5 separate regions of the Mus musculus genome follow, and regions 2, 3, 4 and 5 are each linked to region 1. The links are chromatin contacts, called in public Hi-C and promoter capture Hi-C maps. All regions are on one chromosome and are shown on one strand. The core of a region is the stretch at or near the end of the contact, and the rest is flanking DNA. Distances in the headings are between cores, read along the strand shown. Region 1 holds the start of Snrpg (small nuclear ribonucleoprotein polypeptide G). Region 2 holds the start of Aplf (aprataxin and PNKP like factor). Region 3 holds the start of Rpn1 (ribophorin I). Region 4 holds the start of Hmces (5-hydroxymethylcytosine (hmC) binding, ES cell specific). Region 5 holds the start of Cnbp (cellular nucleic acid binding protein).

Region 1 (2,700 bases), core at 4-2,503:
ATGTGGTTGCTGGGAATTGAACTCAGGACCTCTAGGAAGAGAAGTCAGTGCTCTCAACCTCTGAGCCAACTCTCTAGGCCCGGTTTAACAGATTCAGATTCAAACAAAACTGCAGGGGTTTCACACAGAGGGCTTTGATTAAAATGTGCACTCAAATACAAAAATCAGCAAATGTTGTTATCTTTCCCCTGCATTGGGGTCTTGACAGAACTTTACAGTAGCAAACAGGCTATACACAAGACAGATTATTTTCTGGCTACACCAGAAAAGACCCAGTATTAATCTTGTATTGAGCAACCCAATGACTATGTGCATATGCGACAGGTTCAGGCCAGTCAGAAGTGTCTGAGACCAAAGGGTCTGTCTGATTTTACTGGGTACAGAATAAAATTCTTCAGAAATTAGCTCTTTACAAGTAGAAAATGGATGTCCTTCCATGGATTTATTGCCAGAGCAAGATATTACACAACGTTTAAATGTAACTTGAATACAAGGACAGTGTATCAGAAACCTAGTTCTTGGGGCTGCAGATGGCCCAGCGCTTATTGCTTGTCCAGAGGACACGAGTCCAGCTATTATTAACCACGCCAGAGGGCTCACAACCTCCTACAAGTTCTGTTTCTGCAGATCCAATGCCCGCTTTGGCCTCCGCAGGAGCTGCACCCACGTGCACAAACATATAACTAAACATGTCTCTGAGCACCAAAAAGGGGAAAAAAAAACCCCAAAACTAAACCTAGCTCTCTTGATGAACGCAAATGAACGCGCACATTTATTGAAACACAAAACGCTACCTCACCTTAAACTTTTTGAGACACAGTGTCTTTTTTTTTTTTAAGCCTAGGCTGGTCTGGAACTCGCGGTAATTCTCCTGCCTAAGCTTCCTGAATATTGGCCCCATAGATCACAGCCAATCACGTCCGACTCCAATCGATCATTTTAAGCCCACGAGTCTCCGGTTCCTCACAACCATGCACCTCGACCGCTGCCCTGGTCCCCAACCAGGTTGCCTTTGGCTGCCCGCCTAGGAGAGCCCCAGCTTTGGGAAGACAGAGGCACCGGCACTGCAGTAACCATGCCGACCGGACCTTAGCGCCACTTCCGGCTCCCGCGACCGTCGGGACCAGCGGCGGCAGCCCGAGCGAGACAGAAGTCTCGATAGGGCCGACTCTACTCACTTCTTCAGCTCGGGAGGGTGGGCTTTGCTCATGGCGACTCCTCTGCGGGCTCGGCACAACGGCGAAGGAGTGAGCAGGCTCAGAAACGCGCGCAAGGCAGGCTTGGCGCTGGTGTCTGACGTCACCGCCGCGCGAGCCAATCGCCTTCGGAGAACATTACCTTTCATCTCGCGATATTGATGGGGATGTCTGAACCTGCGGACCAGAGCCACGCTTCCGGTTGCGTCGCCAGTGACAGGCCACGACGGAGAGGCTGTGTTCGGCTAAGCTTCCTTTGTGTAAAATTGAAGTGGCAGGTCACTTTAAAAACAGACCCCTTCATTTATATTTTATGTATGAGTGCTCTACATGTACACCTGCGCGCCAGGGGAGGACCTCAGATCCTACTATAGATGCTTGTGAGCCACCATGTGGGTGCTGGAATTGAACTCCAGAGCTCTGGGAGAACAGCCAGTGGTTTTAACTGCTGAAGCGTCTCTCCAGCCTGTGTGTCACTTCTTTTCTTTCCTTTTCCCACTTACTACACTTTTTTTCTCTTTACATTTTTGTCATTTCCCCTGCCCCTTCCTCATTGTTTTTGACGTAATTCATGCTGGCTTCGAGTTCACTGTGTAGTCAACGCTGGCTTTGAACTGTTGCTTCCCGTGCTAGAATCAACGGCATCTGCACCACGCTGCCCTTAATTTCCTAAGCACATCCAGGCGAAGCCGAGGGCTCCTGAAGCACAGAATAGCTTGTCCGCATCAGTAGCAGGAAGGTGGCTAGGCGGATTCTCTTGAGGACGTGAATCCAGTGTCTGGGGTATTTCTGATTCATCAATTCTGCAATTCTAACGCTGCCTTCAGAACCCACTTAGCACACTACAGTCCATACATAAAAGCTGAGGAGTACCACACAAGTCCTGAGGTATTGAGCTTGCCCCTGCCTCCTGAGGGCTGGGAATAAAGGTGTGCACTCTCCCAGGGTGGTGGCACTGCCCTCAGTGCACTGGGCTCTCTCATGGTAGTCATTAATGACCCACAGACATGTCCAGAGACCTGTTAGATGGAAGCAGCTCTTCAATTGAGGTTCTCCTCATGATTAGTTTGTCATCAACAAAAAAATAGCACAAGAATGCTTAGCTATACACTCTCCCCACCACTTGCTGTGCTAGTTGAAACTAGAAAACGAACATGAATAATGATAGTCTTTAGCAAAGACTGACCTCAAAGCAGGAGGGAAATCCTCAGCTTGCCTTACAGTACTGAAATTACAGTATGCACCTTTTACAATTTAGTTATAATATGTAAGTACACTGTAGCTGTCTTCAGACACTCCAGAAGAGGGCGCCAGATCTCATTAGGATGGTTGTGAGCCACCATGTGGTTGCTGGGATTTGAACTCAGGACCTTCGGAAGAGTTTTCTTAACTGCTGAGCCATCTTTTCAGCCCCCCCCCCCATGTACCTTTAATCCTAAGTTATCTTTTCAACATTAACAGCTTTCAAGTTATGATGCTCTCTGCCTTCCTCTTGGTGTTTCCC
Region 2 (2,700 bases), core at 2-2,501, 1.3 Mb before region 1:
AGCCATCTCCAGTTGCAAGGTGTGGCCCTGCCCATTACTGCTGAGGTTCTAGTGCTTCAGCAAGGCATTCTGACAAATTGACGGGACTGTGAAATCTCTCCGGGGGAAAGTCTCTCGTCTTGATGGGTCTGCCTTTTGACTTTTTAATCCAGCATGAGATTACTAAGGAAAATTCCAGTCTCTTAAGGCCCACTGTTCTGAGAGCCAAAATGAGGGTCACAGTGACTCTTTAGAATAACTCCATTTCCCCTAGGCTTGTGACAAGGTGGCCTCTTGGGGAAGAGAAGACCTTGTGCCTCCTGGAGGCATTAGGGGATAAGACTCCAACTCCATGACCTTCTGCAGAGTCCTGTAGTACAGGCTTTAATATGGAAGAGAAAGCCCTCCAGACACAGGCCTAGCTGAGGCTGTCCTCAGCCACAAGAAAGGAAAAGATCTTAAGAGAGCAGTGCCAAACTCTGGGCCAGGCTTCCTCCAAAGAGAAAGTTCCCTCTAGCTGGGAGCCCTGAGCTTAGCAACTGGCTTCTCCATAGAAAAGACCACCTTTCCCCTCCATCCCGTCCCTGTAGGTTTGCCCCCCACCCTCGGACCCTAGGTTTGCTTCCCCCAGTCCAGGCCTCCACCAAAGAGAAAGACAGGCCTGCTACAGATCCCAGCCAGAGAATATGCCTCTTTTATAGAGAAGGAAGATTCTCCGGCCCCGTGGGCCAAGTGTCTGAGCCAGGCCTTTGAAAATAGAAGCTCCACTGGCTGCAGATCCATCCCCAAATGAGTATGGGGCGCCTGCACAGGAAAGTTAATGACCCTCTTGAGGCTGAACCCTAAAAATCTAAGTCCAGACATACTTCTTGGAGTAGGGAAGACAGTCCTGCCACGGAGGCCTTATTCTAGCCGAAGCTGTCTCCTTATGGAAGAGAAGGGGAAGAAGCAGATACACACATCATACTCCATTGGGAAAAGAACATCCCCCTGTTGAAGTCACAGGGCCACGGGCCAGCACTGTGGTTCATTTAAAAACTCAGGCCAACCCTCTCCTAAGGCCTTGACGTCAGCACTACTCTAGCCCCACCCCTGCCCAAGCACGAATCAACCTAGGCGCAGAGATGCGCGTATTGCCTTCTGGGATTGGTAGTTTTTCCATGCAGTCTGTACTCCGGAAAGGAGCCGAAGGGAGGTGTCAGGAACTACAAGACCCAGCGTTCCATGAGTCCTGTGAGAGGAAGTGCTGGAAGATTGTGGGTGTGCGTTCCAGTTTTTAAGCTGTAGTTTGGCGGTCTGTTGACAGGTATTCCCTGCACGAATCACAGGCTCTCAAGGAGTGGGGATTCCGGAAAGGGAAGAAGCACACTCACCAGGAAAGGAGCCTCGGGTTTCACACCCCTTCGGGCCATGCCCAGCGTGCCTGAGGGAGGTGGCTACGAGGTATCTCCTGGCGAAGGAACCTTCTCTTACCGCCATGCCTTCGGACTTCTTTCTGCAGCCTCTGGACGGCGGTCCCCGCGTGCCCGTGGGGCCGGGGCAGACTGTGATAGGCCGCGGGCCGCTGCTGGGAGTAAGTGTGGGAGGTAGTGTGGGCGTGGGCAGCCAGAGCTTGCTCAGCCGAGGCTGTCTCTTGTCTCCTGAGCTTGGGAACTCCGCGTCTTGGCTCTGCTTGTCAAGATTTTATAGGTTTGGGGCAGTAGGTTTTCAAACAACGTTAGTCAAGTCCCAGACATTTCTTTTTGGTGCCTGTATGGTTCGAGTATGGACCGAGTTAACATCATTAGCCTATCCAGCTGGCAAACGAGGGCCAAATCCAAGTTGAGCTAAGTTCGGGTTGTAAGATGTAAAATGTAAACAGACCAACTAAACAAAACCGCTGCTAGTATTTAAAGACGTATAGTACTCTAAAGGTTAATGTGTTGCATGTTGACCTACAAAGCTTACAATATTTACGGTACTGTATGAGCCATAACAGGGAAGGTTAATCACCTCCCTTAAGCTAACTTCTTTTATCTCCTTGCCTTCTCTGCTGGGCTGGTGGGCCTTACCAATAATAGCAGTATCCCTTTTGGTAGTATCAGTAGCTGTCTTTAAGTTGTCTGGGTAGTGAACCAGTCATTGTTCTAAAGAGATGACTTTAATTTACTACTTCCAAAACTTTTTGAGTTAGGTGCTTTTTATTAGCCTTGTTCAAATGAGAAAGTTGGAGTATAAACTGGTCATTTAAAGGTGATACATGTACAAATGGCCACTATGCTATATATTCTTTACCCTCTTTGGGAGGAGTAGGAACCAAACCGTTTGCAGTTTGCACTATGAAATTATATTTGGTGGTATTAAACCATTTAGCATTGCCACAAGACCTATCATTTACAAAGGCCACTCTAGAGAACCTGGCGGTCGAGTTGAAATATCACAAGGGAGAGATGGGCTAGCCATTAAGAGCCTGGAATTTATTACAGAGGACTGGCTTCCCAGCACTTATGTCAGGCAATTCACAAATGCTTGTAATTCTGCCTCTCTGGGCAATGTACACACATGCATATCCTAACATACAGGTATACATATATAGTAAAAAATAAAATTTTAAAAATTCACAAAAAATTGTTTTTAAAAATCTCTGCCATTATTTTCCACCTGAGTGGTATTTTCTGTGTTCTTACTGCCCTGTTTCTTGGTTTCTTTTCTCTTTGTTTTTCCCCATTATCATAAGAGTTT
Region 3 (2,773 bases), core at 152-2,651, 1.7 Mb before region 1:
AGAGGGACCCAACTTGTATGCAATTCCCACCAGGACAGCAGCAGGGTGGTAAGCCTCTGCTGTGATCTGATTATACTATGACTTCATTAAGTCATGACTGATTTTCACAAAACAGGACTGAGCATCCAATGAAGTCATGAATGTCTTTCCAGAAATATTTGAGGAAAGCCATGCTGAGCATGAACAAGGCTTCAATGTAAAGGGGACAGGAGTCACTTCAGTGACTATTATAAGTCCAGCTTTATAGCTCCATACAGTTAAAAAGAATGTGGTGTGCTTAGTCTCCTAGTAAATTGGGTAATCACTTAATGAATATAGTTAATGAGAACAGTAATAAAAATTAACCTGTGTGGATATTCCCTCTATTCCCAAAGCCAGCGATTTCTTTCCTTGAAAGGTATAAAAGTGTATTCAATGAAAAGTACAGAAGGCTAAATGCTGAAGTGTTCCAATGAGAGACGGTGGGGAGGAACAGACCTGGGCTTCACCTTTCTGTACAGCATAAGGGGCTGACTCTTCAATTAGTCTGAACATTAAGAAAGCGTTAAGCAGCAGCTTTCAGAGGAGTGTTACATTAACCGGGTGCGAGGAATGACAAACTTTAATACCAGAAACCTGCTGTATTTCTGAACGCTGCTGTCTGGAGAGAACAGACTACACCAGTCAATTGCATTCAGGAAATAAATTGTCTTAACTCACTGATAGTCCTCCACTAGACGAGCAAGTCCAGGGGACAGAAAAGAAGCTGGGTACCCGAAGTACCGCACCCGGCCACAGCCAAGATCCTCTTGGGGTGCGGAAGGAGGTCGCCAGGGGACCAAGGGGTCGCCTTGGGCTCCAGAGCAGCCACGTGGGCGGTGCCCCACGCTCGGAAGCTTGTGCTGACGTGTCCGAGAGGACACGCGGACAAGAGAGACGGCGGACCCCAACCTCTCCGCTGTCCCCCTCCAACACCTGCCTTTCAGACAACCAGACACCTGGAGGATCCCTAACGCCCTCAACCTCCCCGCCCCTCCCCAGGGATCCCCGATCGCCTCAGGCATCCCGCGTGAGGTTCGCCGGCTCCTCCCTCCGCTCACCTGCACGCCTAGGTGCGCAAGCCGCGACTCCAGTTCTGGCTCCAGGGCCAGAACGAAAGAGCTGGCTCGTGATGTGGAGCCGCCGCCCGGGTGTACCAGGACCACCTCAGCCGTCACCTTGGCTAGGTGGCTGCTCAGGTCCACCGTGCGCTTCACGTCCTCGTTGACCAGCGGCGGAGCCTCCGAGGAGGCGCTGCCGGGCGTCGGGGCCAAGGCCCCGAGACATAGCAGCAGCAGCAACAGCAAGGCGACCGGCGACTCCATGACCGCGAGCTGAGCGCCACCGACACGCGCCCCGCCCCCCCGCCACGGCGCAACCGCTGATTGGCCAACAGCACCACAAGATGGCTGGGCCCGGTCAGAAAGGACCCCGTCTCCAGGGCAACCGGGCGATCGTGGGGCGCCTGATTGAAAATCTTAAAGTGCAGGCGTACTTCTTGGGGCGCTTAATAGCCGTATTCACCCCTGATTTCCTTATATCCTGTCTGTTTCCTTCATGCTTATGCAAAATAACTCTGGCCTCTCAGCTCAAAAACAGTATACTATAGCTTAGTCTAAGGAACTAACTTTGCCTTCTCTATAGTGATACGAATGCTAAGTGGGCAAAAGTTTAAAGGAAAATGGGAAATTTCCAGAAACTCAAGTCTCTCCTCTAATATTTAGTTCAACCATTAATGTGAGTGATGGCAGAAACCTTAAGCAACTAACCAAGGTTGATGATATTAACCTCAGATACCTGTTGACATTTATCACAGTTGTAGGAGTCCAAGGCGAAGTCACTGGCAGGACTAGCTGTCTGGTGAGGGCTGCTATTTACTACCAAGGTGGCACTTTGACATTGCATGCCTTCTAAGGAAGGCATTGCATATCGTCATATGACAGAAAGGCAGGAAAGGGTCTCTCTGAGGCAAGCCCTTTTACAAAGGCATCTTGCAGATGGATTCCTCTAGTGCTATCATCTCCCAAAGTCACACTGAAGAATTAATGACCAAAAACAATGAACTTCAAGTGAGCAGAGAAACTGTAGTCAGTGTACTGATACACCTGACAAGAAAGCCAGCTTAGTGACGAAAACATCCAATGGCATTTTTTGGGCCTTGAAACCATATATATATATATATATATATATATATATATATATACATATATACATATATATATGTATGTATATATGTATATATATATATATGAAAAAATCTACAGATAAAACTTTGCTCCCCTAAAGTTCCCTTTTTTCAACCCTATAAAATCTCCAAGCCCCCTGCACAATGGTTGTGTACAGTCTCCACTCCCCAAATGAGAATGCGTCCCAATGTTGTTGCTTGAAGGATGTAATTCGAAGGTAAATTTTGGGAGGAGATGGAAATATTCAAACATTGATACCAGCCAATGAGAAGAGAGAATGGAGGGCTGGCCATGCTCCTCCCTACAAAGCAGAAGTCAGGAAATTAGCACCTGCAGGCCAACAATCTATCTGTGTCTATAAAGTTTTATTGGAACATAGCTACGTTCATTTGTCCGTAGCTTATGATTGCTTTCACAGTACAACAGTAACAGTAGTGTAGTTGCAAACCAGACTATATGGCCCAGAAAACAAAACTACTTACTGTTTGCACGCGAGTACATACATTATGTATGCAGAGACAGCTTAGTGGTTAGGAGGATTTGCTGCTCTCTCAAAGGACTTGAATTCT
Region 4 (2,700 bases), core at 197-2,696, 1.5 Mb before region 1:
TGCCACAGACTGGGAGTGGAATCAGAAGGCAGCTTGCAAGAGCTGGTTCTCTCCTAACAGGCAGCAAGTGTTCTCACCCACTGAGCCAGGCTGCAAGCTCTGTAAGCTCCACAAATCAGTTTTTTGAGACACAGTTTTACTATGCAGCCTTGACTAGCCTCCAACTCAGAGATCTGCCTTCCTCCGGCCTCCTAAGTGCTGGGATGAAAGGTGTGTGACACCACACTTGGGTTTTTGCTTTTTTGTTTTTAATATAAGGACAGATGACGCTGATAAATCAGTAATACTTGAAAAATGCGATCTTAAAAAAAAAAAGAGAGAGAGAGAGAGAGAGAGTCAAGCGTGTCAGAGTGTACACACCTGTAATACAGGATTCTGGAGACAGGCAGATTTGCTGAAAATCTGAGGTCAGCTGGGCCTCTATAGGGAGTTCCAGGACCGCCAGGGCTACATTCATAGTTAAGACTCTGTCTCAAAAGAATTCTTAAATGTATTCAGATATGAGGTTCACATAATTTGGGCATACATTCAAACAGTTTAACTGACCCTGAAGAATGCTGACTTATTTCTTGCAGAGACCCAGAGGGATTAGGGCCTTAATGTATCTGTAAAGGCTGCTTTTCGGGTCATTCCGGAGGCTGGGCAGATGGCGGCACATGGGTCACGAGTCAGATGGCCACGGCGATGCTGGCCCAGAAGCTCCGATGGTGCTGACACACTCCTTACCTTCTCAAAGTGCAGTCTGGAGAGCAGCACGGGGCTGCTGGACTGCGGGCTCTTGTTGTAGGAGGGGCAGTACTTGTCGGGGTCCCTCCACTGCGGGAGCCGCCGCCGGCCCTGCCGATCCTGATAGGCGCAGGCCCTGGTGAGAACCTCTCTGGGCAAGTGACAGGACGTTCGCCCGCACATACTTCAGCGCTGCCGCTCAGACCTAGAGAAAGTCACAAAACCCTAAGGTTCTCCTCCCTAGGTCACGCCAATCTCCCCGCGAAGCCACATCTTCCGCGGAGGCTCCGTTAGGTCAGCCAGTCCCGGCCACTGCGGGGCCCACAGTCCCCAAGCAGGCCCTCGGGTGGCGGGCGAGAAAGAAAGCCGCTCCTCCCAGGTTGTTTCCCACGGACGCAGCAGGGAAAGGTGAGAGCGCTCGGCTTTGACGCCAGCGACACTCGCGGGCCGCGGCCACCGCACTACCGCCCCGCGGGGACACGCTCAGGTCCCGGGCGGGGCCTTGTCGGCGCCAAGGCTCCAGCTCGGAACGTGGGCGGTCCTCGCCTGCCCGCCCGCCGGCGTCCCCTCCGCCGGGTCCTCTCTTCCGCCCGCTAGCTTCTCCTCAGCGCGGCCCTCCTCCCGCCCGCCCGTCCGTCCTCATCCCCTCAACGAGGCCCTCCCCACGCGCCCGCGTCCTCTCACCGCCCGAGGGTCTAGTCCACCCTTCCTCGCAGCTAGCGTCCGCCTAAGAGACGCCCGTCCCGCTCCTCGGTAACCCCGCCCCGCCCCCGACGTGACGTCGCGCCGTCGGGGTTCCCTCCCCACAGGTGGGGGTGTGGCTAGGTGAAGCAAGACAAAATGCACTGACCTGAGACAGGCACCCCAGGAGGCCTCAGGGTCCCCCTTCCCAGGCCGGAATCTGAAGCCAGAAAACCTGTGCTGCCCACCCTCAATGTGTAAGGCCATCCGAATTGAGACTCTCTAGCTATTCCCACAAACCCCTAAGGGTCAGGAAGCCCCACCTGGTTTCCTTTTTAACATTTGTGTGTGGGGTGTGTGCAAGCCTTTAAATAAAACTAGAGTAAGCTGTAATCTTCACAAAAGGAGGCTGACACCAATTTCTTTAATGAAGTTTATTTGAATGGAATGGCTTCCAGGCTATGACCAGGCCTGGGAGTAGAAGGGGAGGGTATTAGGCAGGAAGAATACAGTCAGGAAGGGCTAAGCAGGATGTGGCCTTGAAGGTCAGGCTTTCCTTTAAAGCCTGGAGAGGCCTTCATAAAGGGATGGAATGAGGCAGAGAGGCCAGGCAAGAGCAACTGCTCAGTCCCCAGGAGAGGGATGGAAGGTGGGGGACAGAGGGATGTCTTTAGGGAGCAGCCTTCAGGTCACCTACTTGAGAAAACCCCCCAAATGAGAAATCTCTTTATAACCTGTTAGGAAGTTTCACACCACGTTACTTAGTTCACCACTGCATGCCTGACCAAGTACATGGTGGAGCCAGGACCAGTCATGAAATAGGCCATAGCTAAAACAGCTTAACGATGCTCAAGTGTAGCCTGATGTCTTCATGTTATGGGATTCGGCTTAAAGGTGCAGGCCTCTGTTCTAATGTGTACATGTGCATGTGCATACAGTATACAGGTGTGCATGAGGTTAGGCGGCAACTATTGCAAAATGGTCCTCTCCTTCTACCAAGTGGGTAGTCCGTCCTGATAGGTACCTTTACCTGCTGAGCCATCTGAGTAGCCTCACAGGAGGTCCAGTTCTTCAAGTGTTTCCAACAGTTTAAACCACCTGATTTGAGTTTAAAGCCCAAGCCCTGAAGCATCCCCTAGGATTTCTTACTCCAGCCCAAAAGGAATGCAGATACTGTTTTTCCCACTCATAGACCCAGAGCAGATCATGACACCCTCTAAGGACCTTTGGACACCCATCCATCTACAGATGCCTGTAGATGAGTGGCTTACCAGACCTGCTAGCTGTTGTCAT
Region 5 (2,700 bases), core at 4-2,503, 1.5 Mb before region 1:
CTGAATTCTGGTTCTCTTCAATAGCAGCATGTGTTGTTGCTGGTGTTTTTTTTTTTTTTTTGTTTTTTGTTTTTGTTTTTTTTTGCTTATTTTGAGACTGGGTCTGACTATGGTTGAACATTTTGTTCTTCTGTTGAAATGGAATCTAGAGTCTTGTGCGAGACAAATGCTCTTCTAAACCATATCTACAGCCCAAAGGTCTTACTATGTAGCTATGGCTGACCTGGGACTTGTTATGTAGATTAGATGAACTTGGACTGACAAGAGATCCTACTGCCTCTACTTCTCAAGTGCAAGCGACTAAAGGTATGCACCACCACGCCTGGCTGCTCTCAACTTCTAAGTCATTTCTGCAGGCCCATGTGTAAGTTTAAAGAGTAAGTCGCTAGCGGAAACTAAAATCTAGACAAATTTTAGTACTTTTTAGAACTCAAGAGACTTGAGATTTCCAGATTCTTCATGTTTGTATTAAAAAAATCATTAAAACGGGACAGAGTTCTAGAATGCTTTAGTTTATATAGAAATTGTCTTCAGGGTGTGTGGTAACGCTAGGGAATCAAACCCAGGACTTACAGGAAAAATTTATCTTCTGCTTTGAGGACCTATGACTACACACACAATCTATTTTGGAGACACCATGAAATGCAAACGACGGTCACTCCTGAATGGGGCAGCCCAGGCAATAACTTTCTTGGCCTCCTCTCATCCACAAATCCTAGGGATGTCATTCATTATGGGTCACAAGAAGTGTTGTGACACAAATCACCTGTCACCATCTTCAACCTCATTAGGCATTTTCATTTGGGGCTATTGCAAGCCAGGGGCACTAGCAGCGCGCTGTCGGTTTATACCCAGGAAACACAAAACCCAAACGCATCTCATGGACCGTAACGGTAGCCACAGCCGCTTCTATGATCAGGCCACTAAGACCTTCCCCCAAACCTAAGTGTGTGTGTATTGGAACCTGGTCTGCTTCTGAGCCCCACCAGGCTTAGGGGAGGCCGGGCAGGGGGAGATTGGCTCCCGCAAGCTGCGACCACTGCCCGGATCAGCCCCGTAGGCTGGAGAGAACCAGCAAAGGTTCGAGGGACGAACTGCTAGTAGGAAAGCAGCGAACCACTCATCGTAGACACGGAACCCAGGTACGGGCGGGAAGGCCGCGAGCGCTGCGGGCCGGAAGAGGCTGGGCGTGGAGCAGTCCGCCCCGCCCCTGCCGCCCTCGCGCGAGGCCGCGCTCCCAGCGGGCGATTCTGATTGGCTGGCCTGGCTTCCTGCGCTGATTGGATCCGTGGGCGAGGCGGAGGAGAGCCGTGCGCAGCGGCGTGTGTGGGGCCGTGTGCAGACCCGCGTGTGGCGCAGGCAAGGACCCTGAAAATAAACAGCCGCTGCTTTGCGAGTCGCCTTCTTGGTTCTTCGTCCGAGTCTCCTCCGCTGTGGGCAGCTCAGACGCCGAAGGTGAGAGGCGAGGGTGTAGCCTGCGCAACGGAGGTGGCGGGGTTGGTGCGGCCGAGACGGACGGAGGGCCGGAACTGCGAGGCGCGATGGCGGCCGCACCTCGGCCTGCGCCCTGCTGCGTCAGGCGCGGGGCTCGGCCCGAGCGGCGTCTCGGCTCCAGTTTCTGGCCCGCCGTACTGTGGCGGGCGTCCTGTCCGTCCTGCGGCGCTGGCACTAGGGCTGGAGCGTGGGGCCCTCTCTTGGCCCCGAGGGCCACGCAGGCCTCATCCGTGTGGCGACGAGGCCCGGCGCCCTTGGGGCCGAGGCGAGGAGAGTCGCGCGCGGGCCTAGCGCCGAGGGCCAGTGTGGCGGGAACTCCTGGAACGGGGCGGTGTGGCGGGGGCGAGAGCCTGGTCGAGGTGGAGGTCCCCAGGCCGAGCGCCCGGTGGAGGCCTGGCGGGCCATGTGCCAGCGGCTGCGGGGCCTCAGGACCTGGCCTGTGACGAAGCCCGCGCACGCCGCTGTAAGGCTTGGGAGTCTGGATTCGGTTCTCTGTACTGGCGACCTTTATTCAAACTCCTGATTTCTTGTAGTTCGTATTCTTAAGCAGCTTATTCGACATCGTTAGTCAAAAGAAACCACCTTTCCCTGGATCGATGAGAGTCAAGTCTTAGGTCCCTCACCCCCCCCCCCCCTTTTTTTTTTTAATGGAGCGGGAACCGGGTGGATAGGACCCGTAGGTTGTCAGGCCTTTAAGGCCATCAGGGTGGCAGAAGTCCTTGCCAATATTTCTCGGATTAAATGGATATAAATTACAAGAAAGCCTCGGAAGTAGAGTTGGCAAAGATCAATCTAGATTTTTCATTACCGTGAAAACCTGTTTTAGGACGGTTTAATCGTTCTCACTTGGGTTTAGGTGTTGATTTTATAGGTGAAGCCTTTTGCCTGTTGCCACATGTCAAGCACATGGCCTCGGCCACCAGGCACTTTCAGAGGAAGTGACTACATCTGGGGTGGGGGTGGGGGTCTTGGAAAAGGAGACATTGCACAGCAATCGGCTGGTTAGGTTTTTGCAATATTCTTGAAGACACAAAATAGACAAGAAACCACGACACTCAATCTGACTGCATTAAAGTAAAAGGGAATTAAGTTATATCCCCAATTTACCCCCAGATGTAGTTTTATGTGATAAAAATTACCATTTCCTGTTGCTTGACCCAATTCTGGAGAGACTTATGACAATGGATTAATTTTAAATTTGCAAAT

Evidence for each region. Promoter capture Hi-C pulls out the DNA fragments that hold promoters and counts their contacts. A called contact is a pair of places that touch in the nucleus more often than the background predicts. Capture Hi-C pulls out chosen DNA fragments and counts their contacts.
Region 2: a contact with region 1 is called in a Hi-C map of B cells, with 6 read pairs. The contact joins the promoter of Aplf here to the promoter of Snrpg in region 1. A contact is called at or near these places in 2 of 39 promoter capture datasets (liver and pre-B cells) and 1 of 484 Hi-C or Micro-C datasets (B cells).
Region 3: a contact with region 1 is called in a promoter capture Hi-C map of pre-B cells, with 5 times the contacts expected there. The contact joins the promoter of Rpn1 here to the promoter of Snrpg in region 1. A contact is called at or near these places in 1 of 39 promoter capture datasets (pre-B cells) and 1 of 484 Hi-C or Micro-C datasets (CD4 T cells).
Region 4: a contact with region 1 is called in a promoter capture Hi-C map of liver, with 4 times the contacts expected there. The contact joins the promoter of Hmces here to the promoter of Snrpg in region 1. A contact is called at or near these places in 1 of 39 promoter capture datasets (pre-B cells) and 1 of 9 other capture datasets (liver).
Region 5: a promoter capture Hi-C map of pre-B cells shows a contact between it and region 1, with 3 times the contacts expected there. The contact joins the promoter of Cnbp here to the promoter of Snrpg in region 1. A contact is called at or near these places in 6 of 39 promoter capture datasets (the C10 cell line, cranial neural crest, embryonic stem cells and 3 more), 2 of 484 Hi-C or Micro-C datasets (B cells and CD4 T cells), 1 of 115 datasets of contacts at active chromatin or transcription factors (microglia) and 1 of 9 other capture datasets (liver).

What each region holds. Positions count from the first base shown.
Region 1 is chr6:86,370,093-86,372,792 of GRCm38.p6, reverse strand. It overlaps Snrpg (small nuclear ribonucleoprotein polypeptide G), which reads right to left and starts at 1,253. Exons shown (of 4, transcript NM_026506.2): 1 at 1,179-1,253. The coding sequence starts at 1,210.
Region 2 is chr6:87,670,712-87,673,411 of GRCm38.p6, reverse strand. It overlaps Aplf (aprataxin and PNKP like factor), which reads left to right and starts at 1,251. Exons shown (of 10, transcript NM_001372332.1): 1 at 1,251-1,552. The coding sequence starts at 1,457. It also overlaps E230015B07Rik.
Region 3 is chr6:88,083,101-88,085,873 of GRCm38.p6, reverse strand. Rpn1 (ribophorin I) reads right to left here and starts at 1,401. Exons shown (of 10, transcript NM_133933.4): 1 at 1,080-1,401. The coding sequence starts at 1,343.
Region 4 is chr6:87,912,722-87,915,421 of GRCm38.p6, reverse strand. It overlaps Hmces (5-hydroxymethylcytosine (hmC) binding, ES cell specific), which reads right to left and starts at 1,446. Exons shown (of 7, transcript NM_173737.2): 1 at 1,411-1,446; 2 at 727-931. The coding sequence starts at 909. It overlaps Copg1 (coatomer protein complex, subunit gamma 1), which reads right to left. Exons shown (of 24, transcript NM_017477.2): 24 at 1,827-2,700.
Region 5 is chr6:87,849,659-87,852,358 of GRCm38.p6, reverse strand. It overlaps Cnbp (cellular nucleic acid binding protein), which reads left to right and starts at 1,253. Exons shown (of 5, transcript NM_001347325.1): 1 at 1,253-1,455. Gm44064 (WAS/WASL-interacting protein family member 2) reads right to left here. Exons shown (of 2, transcript XM_030255689.1): 2 at 46-1,999. The coding sequence ends at 1,121.